2 separate regions of the Mus musculus genome follow, and region 2 is linked to region 1. A link is a contact called in public promoter capture Hi-C data. All regions are on one chromosome and are shown on one strand. The core of a region is the stretch at or near the end of the contact, and the rest is flanking DNA. Distances in the headings are between cores, read along the strand shown. Region 1 overlaps Rnf24 (ring finger protein 24). Region 2 has its middle 49 kb from the start of Rnf24.

Evidence for each region. Capture Hi-C pulls out chosen DNA fragments and counts their contacts.
Region 2: a promoter capture Hi-C map of adipose tissue shows a contact between it and region 1. The contact joins two enhancer-like sites. A contact is called at or near these places in 2 of 484 Hi-C or Micro-C datasets (bone marrow-derived macrophages and nephron progenitors), 5 of 115 datasets of contacts at active chromatin or transcription factors (embryonic stem cells, extraembryonic endoderm stem cells, intestinal villus epithelium and 1 more) and 4 of 9 other capture datasets (adipose tissue, embryonic stem cells, liver and 1 more).

What each region holds. Positions count from the first base shown.
Region 1 is chr2:131,323,927-131,328,254 of GRCm38.p6, forward strand. The region is part of intron 1 of Rnf24 (ring finger protein 24); the gene reads right to left. Among named protein-coding and RNA genes, the nearest start is that of Gm30590, 27 kb to the right of the region's middle. Within about 2 kb of position 2,570, at least 28 of the 459 cell types and tissues checked have an H3K27ac peak or open chromatin away from gene starts, as enhancers often do. A contact at or near this core is called in adipose tissue, where this site is marked.
Region 2 is chr2:131,400,250-131,404,127 of GRCm38.p6, forward strand. No RefSeq gene overlaps it. Among named protein-coding and RNA genes, the nearest start is that of Rnf24, 49 kb to the left of the region's middle. Within about 2 kb of position 2,057, at least 73 of the 459 cell types and tissues checked have an H3K27ac peak or open chromatin away from gene starts, as enhancers often do. A contact at or near this core is called in adipose tissue, where this site is marked.

The DNA.
Region 1 (4,328 bases), core at 1,320-3,819:
CTGGACTAAGATAAATCTTTATGTACAACACACATTCTTTTCATTCATCCTAGACTTATTCTGTTCCTTTAGAGAGATTTGGGCTTTAGGGATTTTTGTTTTGTTTTAGCTTTCTGTTTTTAAGAGCAAGTCTCACCATGTAGCCTTGGCTGTCCTGGAACTCGCTATGTGAACCAAGCTAGCCTTATGTTCTATTTTTATTTTTTGCAACAGGGTCCTGCCCAGGCTGTCCTTGAACTTCAGATCCTGCTGTTTCAGGTACCTGAGTGCTGGAACTACAGTTGATCACGCTATGCACAGCTGGAGAGGCTTAGAATACAAGGAATACAAAGTCTGAGGATACTCAGAGACTGAAGGAACTGATAGTGCAAACACATCTGTGAGAAAACAAAGAACACAGATGTGCTGGCTGGTTTTGTCAACTTGACACACATTTAGACATATCTGGTAAGAGAGAACCTTAATTGAGAAAATGCCTCTATAATATCAGCCTGCAGACAAGTCTGTTGGGCATTTTCTTGAGTAATGACTGACATGGGAGGGCCCAGGCCACTGTGGGCAGTGATAGCCCTGGAGAGGTGATTCTGGGTTGTATAAGAAAGCAGGCTGAGAGGCCAGGCGTGGTGGCAAATGCCTTTAATCCCAGAACTTGGGAGGCAGAGGCAGGTGGATTTCTGAGTTTGAGGCCAGCCTGGTCTACAGAGTGAGTTCCAGGGGACTATACAGAGAAACCCTGTCTCGAAAAACAAAAACAAACAAAAAAAAAAAAAAAAAAAAAGAAAAAGAAAGAAAGGAGGCTGAGGGCTGGAGAGATGGCTCAGTGGTTAAGAGCACTAACTGCTCTTCCAGAGGTCCTGAGTTCAATCCCAGCAACCACATGGTGGCTCACAGCCATCTGTAATGGAATCTGACACCCTCTTCTGGTGTGTACCTGAAGACAGCTACAGCGTACCCATATACATTAAATAAATAAATAAATCTGAGAGAGAGAGAGAGAGAGAGCGAGCGCAGGTTGAGTGAGCCATGAAGAGCTAGCTGGTAAGCAGCACTCCCCCACCCCAGGCCTTGGCATCAGTATCCTGCCTCCAGGTTCCTCCCTTGAGTTCCTGCCCTGATGGATTGTAAGCTGTAAGAAATAATAATTTCCTACTCACATTGTTTTTGGTCATGGTATTTATCACAGCAATAGAAACCCTAACTAAGACAACAGGGAAATGTATATATTATTTTGTATGTTGAAATTAGTATGCTGTGTCTTTCAAAATATAGCATTTTAAGGTAAAAAAAAAAAAATCCAGCAATGAGCAGCGATGACAGATGGCCCTAGGGTGTCAATCTCCAGTATTTAAAATCAACCATCTTCACGTTAGAGACAAGTAAAAGACTTGAAGGAGACAGCGTTGGGAACTGCTGGGTATGGAGTAGAGGTTCCACATGTATGACTAAACATGTTTTTCTGCAACATTACCAGTGAATGCTAAAAACCCAAGTTCTCCAAAAAGCACCTCTATCATAGAGAAGAAATATTTTCCTTTATTCTAACCTCAAATTCCCTCAGATTATATGCTATTCTGTTTCTCCCATGAGAGCTGCCTAAGGAAATAAGTGTGAAAATCTGAGGCCCAGTCTGAATGTGGCACCTTCAGAGGTGATGTGTACTGGAGGTGCTCAGCCAGAGCCTGCTGGTGTCCCTGGTGGCACTGAAGTCACACTTCTTTCCAGATGCGCCAGTCTCTGCCACTAAGATTTCAAAGATCTCCCTTTGCACTCCAGGCTTTTACAATCTTCTGTGTTACTTCCTTGCTGCAAAAAGATATCCATTCTATCAGGGAATAAGATCTCAGTTAAAAAATCTTTTATGCCTCAAGTGCAAACAGCTAAGCAATGTTTTATAAACATTTCTCTAGTGAACCTTATCTACATTGTTTGAGTTCGTCTGAGGGCATTCTTATCACTTATTCTTTCTACTGAAGAAACTGGCTGGCCAGCTTGGTCATGCAGGCCTGCAACCGCAGCACTTTTGAGTCTGGGGCAGGACACCGTGAGACCCAACTTGGCCCGGGGAATGCAATGAGACTGGGTCTCAAAAACAAAAAGGAAGAAAAGAACCAGGGACTATGGTTTACTGGTAGAATGCTGGCAAGGCCACAGGTTCAATCTTCAGTATTTAAAATCAAGCACTACCCAACAAATGATGGATATCTGGGTGTTCTGTCTTCAAGTGCCAAACCTGGAAAAGAAAGGGAAAAAAGCCTTGCCACAGACTCAAACGGCTGGCAGAGACTTCTCTGCAGCAACTTGTGTAACTTCCCCCTCTGCACTCCTAACCATCCACACTGTTTAGAGAACTGGAGGACAGAACCCTAGAGCTACTGCAACGCCACATGCTAGTTATCTGTCCCATCTCTATCTCAGTGTGGATCTGCCCATTTGACTTTATACATCACCTTATTATTTTGACTCTTATTTTTATTAAGGAACGTTACAGGGGGCTGGAGAGATGGCTTGTGGGTGAGAGTGCTTGCTGCCAAGCCTGACGGCCTGAGCTTGATCCTCAGATACACAAGGTAGAAAAGAGAAAACAGACTCTTGTAAGTTGTCCTCTGACTTCCACATACACACAAATAAATAAGTAGATGTAAAATAGCAGTGGCAATGTAAAGCAGAGTGCTTTAAGGCTTTATTACTTTATTTGTACTTTGTTTTTAAAGACACTTAAATTCTAAACAGAGCTGGCTATGATGGCCTAAGACGTTGTCCTAGTACTCTGTAGTCAGAGACAGGTGGGTCTGAGTTCAGGCAGCCTGGGCTATACAGTAAGAGCCTGCTTAAATAAATAAAAATAAAAATCTGGGGTTGGAAAGAGGGTTCAACTGTTAAAAGCACTGACTGCTCTTTCAGAGGACCTGAGTTCAATTCCCAGTACCCACATGGCACTCACAACTGTAACTTCAGTTCCAGGATACCTGACACCCTCGCGGAGACATACATGTAAGGAAAATATCAATGTAATAAAAATAAATCAATAAAAAAGACCTAAGCGGCTGCTTTAATAGTCTTGAGCCTCCCTGCTCTGTACACGGTGGCGTGGATCCCTCTGCAGTCGTGCTGTCTCTGCTGTCACTGACCCCTCTGGGTGTGTGAGCAGTTCTCTCCCTGGCGGGTCCTGCACAAGTAGCCAAGCCTGAGCTGCTGTCTTCCATTTGTGTGTCATAACTGGAAGCCTGGATGTTTGCTGTTCTAATGGTCCTTTACTCTGCCATATTCCACAGGTTAATTATTTTGTTATTATCGTTTTGTTTTTCAAGACAGGGTTCCTCTGTGTAGCTCTGGCCGTCCTGGCACTTGCTCTGTCTACCAGGCAAGCTTTGAACTCAGAGATTTAAAAATCTCATCAGACCTTTATGAAACTTCACTGTGGTAATGATGAGGGATTCAAACTTGTAATCTCCTATTTTCTGGTCTGTTTCAGGTACACGGTGCATATACTATAATATTACAAATCTATCAGTTGTTAATTACTGGATTCTATTTAATGCATGGTTTTACAATTAGCTTGGTCAAAGTTCTATTTTGTTTGCTTAGTTTATTCTTTGAGACAGGATGCCCCTACATAAGCCCTGGCCTTAAACTCTCAATCTCCCTACCTCAGCTTCCCAAGTGCTGAGGTGTGCACTCTTACACACGGCTCTAAGTGCAGAATTTGTAAAACGATTATCTATCCATCCATGCATCCATCCATCAATTTTGAGACAGATTCTCCTTATGTTCAGACCTGGCTAGTCTGAACTCAGATATGTAGATGAGACTAATCTCAAAGTCAGAGCGATCTGTTTTCCTCTGCCTACTGAGTACTTATATTAAACACATGTGCTACCACATCTAAGTACAGAATTCTTTAAATTGTTAATTGCTAACAACAACAACACTATCATACTACAATGCTCAGGCAGCACAGAACACAAGTTGTAGAGAAAGGAAAGACTCTCATGTTGAACTTCACAGTCAGTTTACACAAGGGCACTGAAAATAAGCAGGCAGAAGAGAGTGGCCATCCTCCTTCTCAATCTAGTAAACTCTAGGTCTATTATCTGATTAATCTTAGAAAAGCTATCTTGTCCCCAAAAACACAGTACATCTTTCTCAACAAAGGAAATCAAATAACAACTATGTCAATAATAACTACTCTTATTACCTGTGTATGTCAATCTTTTAACAACTCTCAAATTCAATGGGACCAGTACATATCTCTCTAGAGCTGCATCTTAGTCTACATTGAAGGTTCATTAGCTCCTGGCTCTTATACAGGTGCAGGGCACAAAATAAAC
Region 2 (3,878 bases), core at 807-3,306, 76 kb after region 1:
TACAGTGCTTAAGAAACATAACTTACTTTATTTGCTTATTTATTTATTTATTTATTTATTTATTTATTTATTTGAGACAGTTTCACTGTGTAGCCTTGGCTGACTTGGAACTTGCTATGTGGATCAGGCTGGCTTCAACTCACAGAGGTCTACCCGCCTCTGCCGTCTGAGTGCTGAGAGGAAAGGCCTGTGCCACTCCAGGTCCTACTTTGTTTTTTTGATAGAGGATCTGGGACGCCAGACTCACTGATCAGGCTATGGCTGGCTTGCAAGACTCAGACATCTGTCTATCTCCAGCTCCCAGTACTGTGATCACAAGCATATGCCTCCACACCCAGCTATTTGCACAATTTTAGGCACGCAGGTCCTCATGCAGTAAGCACACAACCAATTGGTCTACCTCCCTAGCCTTACAGAATTTATTGGCTTAGAACCCTACTCATCTAATCTCACGGATGTATGGATGTATGGCTCTTCTGTGTGCTTCCTCTGTCTAGGTTGGTAATCCAATCTTAGTAGCTCTCTCACATCTCTATGGGCAGCTGGCTGGGGGCTGGTTCAGATGGTTGTCATCTGGCTGATCCTTGCCTGGGTCAGTGGGGTCCTTGAGTAACATGATTTTTCATCCCTTAGAAGGCTATTGAGGGCGTACTTTTGGAGTGACTGCACAGATTCCCCAGGGAAGTAAAAATTCACACAGATTTCTGTCAAGTTGTCAAGCCAAACAACCCTCAGGAAGAGTCTAGATCCAGGATGTTCCCTAATGGGAGATGATAATACAAAGTCATAATGCAAAGGGCATATGCTGGGAGGGGACACAGGAAGGGGAATAACTGGTCACTTTTGCAAAAGTGGTCACTATCACAAAGGTTCAAGGGAAGTCGGTGGAAGGGAGACTAAAGAGTCCAAGAGATTGGAGGACTGGTTGGGAGTTGCTTAGTAGTGACTAGAGAGGGATGGGGTTTGCCTCCATTCCAAGATTGGTAGGTGTTGGTGGGTGGCGGGATGCTTTAAGGGATAGGAGAAAACAGGTCTCTGGATTTGAAGCCTCTGGATCCCTGAAGGCCTGTAACAATTAACAGAGCTGGGGATGTCAGCAAGTGACTGCTGGACAAAAGATCTGTCTGATGGTCTCAGTGAGTTGGAAGCCACTACTGGGAAGATGTGAGGCTCTGATAACACAGCAGTTGGGCAGTTCAGGTGAGATGTTGGGCCCTGAGGCCTCTGATGCTCCAGGCTGGAAGCTCATTGTTTAGCTCTTTCTTAGGCTTGTTGATTGCTGCAGAACAGAAGGAATTCTAAGCTTGTACTGTGTGGAGGCATCTTGTAAATCTTACGGACCACACATTTCTTCATGAGTTTATAGTTTGGTTTTTAATTTAAGAGACATTAGCTACACAAAGGAGGAACCTAGGGACGAATGAAAAAGGAGAAGGGATCGGTTTTGGGGGGGAGAGCTGATGTCAGGGAGAGAAGAAGGATCCACAGGGCAGGATATGTCTTCTTCAACAGAGTCCCTGTAGCTTAGGGTGGAAGAGGGTCAATATGGCAGCAGGGTTGGGTGCTGGGCTGTAGCTGGCTCTGTCAGAGTTGGAGTGGGGACAGTATTATGGTGGAAAAATTAGCCTTCCTGCTTAATGCTCTGGCTAAGGCTCCTGGGTGGTCTGTACTGACGTCAGCACAGCCCCCACCCCTTTCCTCTTTGCTGCTCTGAAAAGTCCAGCAACATCATGGCTTCCAGATGTGATTTCCAGATGTGGCCTGGAACATTTCCAGAAGGACCAAGGATACAGGGGCAGCAACAGCTAAGCAACAGCTAAACTTCCCCCCAACTCTTTCTCCAATGGCTGCCCCTCCCTGATTTCTATCGTTAGGCCAGTGTATCAGGTACCCACAAGCCCTGGGGGATGGGTAGGTAAATACCAATTCCAAAGTAACCTGAGCTGGACAGACACATCTTTACTCACGTTGGAAAGAATTTTAGGGCAGCAGAGAGCTCTCGGATGTTTCTGTTGTGAGCTGTCCCAGCAGCTCCAGGAGGAGGAAGTGAGCTATCTCCTGTGCTGAGGACCTGCCAGGGCTCTGGACTAGCGGACAGCTGCTGAAAGCCTCCCCTAATGGTAACAGCCTGGGCTCTGGTGTTTTACAGGGCTTTTACAGTATGAACAAAGGCCACGGGCCACCAAAACCAGGTGGGTGGCAGCTCTCTGATGCCTGAGCCAGCGCGTCTCAAGTAGACCTACACCTCATTTTTCTAATACTCTTGTTAACATGAAGACACTGACTGGGTGTATCTGGAATGGAGCCTCAGATTCTACATTTAAGAAAATGGTTTTCTAATTACATTAAAAAGCTGTGTGTGTGCATGACTCACTAAGCGCATTCTACAGTGAAGGTGTGAAGGTCAGAGGACAATTTGTGGGAGTTGGTTCTCTCCTTCCACCATGTTTGGGTTTGAAAGCAGCTGGAGAGGGATGGCATGTGGATGCCCTGGGTTTGATCTGCAACACATGTGTGCATGCATGTGAACACACACATACATACGTGTACACACACACACACACTCACAATCAAGGAAATAAAAATGGCTACTAGTCATTGCTAGGAAAAATTAAAACAGAATGCAGCCAGACAGTATGTAAATGAATAGGTATGGCCGTGTTCCAAAGGCAAAAGAAAAGAAAAAAGAAAAAGGAAAAACATTAAACAAAATAGGCAGTGAGCTAGGTTTTATTGTAGTTTGTTGACCCTTGGCCTTGAAGGAACACCATAGATATCTAGCCACCTTCGGAAGTCATGAGTAAAAACATGTTAGTTGAGTACAAATGTTAAAGACAGAGCACTGAGCAAACTCTGAGTGTGTGGATGCTGGGGAGAGTAGTACGTCAGTCAGAGTCCTGGCAGGAAAACAGAAACCATTTAAACAGAGGCAATTAAGTGCACGTAGTCAGTTGTAGGGGTGATGAAGAGCCTGGAAGGTAGTCACGGCAGTCAAGGAAGTTAGCAATGGCATAGAAATTGTTACTGATCCTTTGAAGCAGGGAAGGACCTAGGACACTACTAGAAGCAGGGACCATATAGCTACTGGGTGACTGTAGCTCATGCTGTCTCCCTCCTTTGCCCTTCCCTCTGTCACTCACTGGTCACCAAGCTATGATCTGGTGTGAGCATGTGACAGCCAGCTCCTGCTGTATAGGCTGATCGGGGAAAGGTGAGAAGGCTTAGGCTCAGCTGAAGGGACATCATCTGGAGTAATGTCTGGAATGTTAGGTCACTGATTGGCATAAGGAGGGAGGGTGATAGTCTGGGTGCAGGCTTAAGGTATCTGAGAGGTATAGAATGTAGGGAGGATATTCCCTTAAGCCAGATTTGATACTGACTTTATAGCAGGCTTTGGCAAATATGTGTCACATAGTCTTGTTTTGCCTAAAAATAAAATGTAAAAACCATTCTTAGCTCCCAAGTGACATAAAAACCAAGTCACAGGCAGCCACAGCTGATCTGTGAGATCTAGTCTGCCAAGCTGATCTTGAATGACTTATTTATTTGAGATAGAGTCTCACTATGTTGCCCAGACTGGTCTTGAACTACTGAGGTTAGCAATCCCCCTGCCTCAGCTTCCCACAGATCTGGGGACTACACTTGGATACCACTCTGTCTCGGTGTTTTGGGTAGTGCCAGGGATCACAGCCAGTGCTTTGCACAGGCCAGGCAAGCACTCTGCCATAAAACCATACTCCCAGCCAGAAAGGACTGCTTCAGGACTGGAGTGGACAGGAGCCTGAGGGAGGAGACATGAAGGCCAGAATGGACGCTGCCGATACTCCTGGAGAGTAAGAGATGAGTCAGAGATGTAGAATGGGTGGGGCAAAGATAAC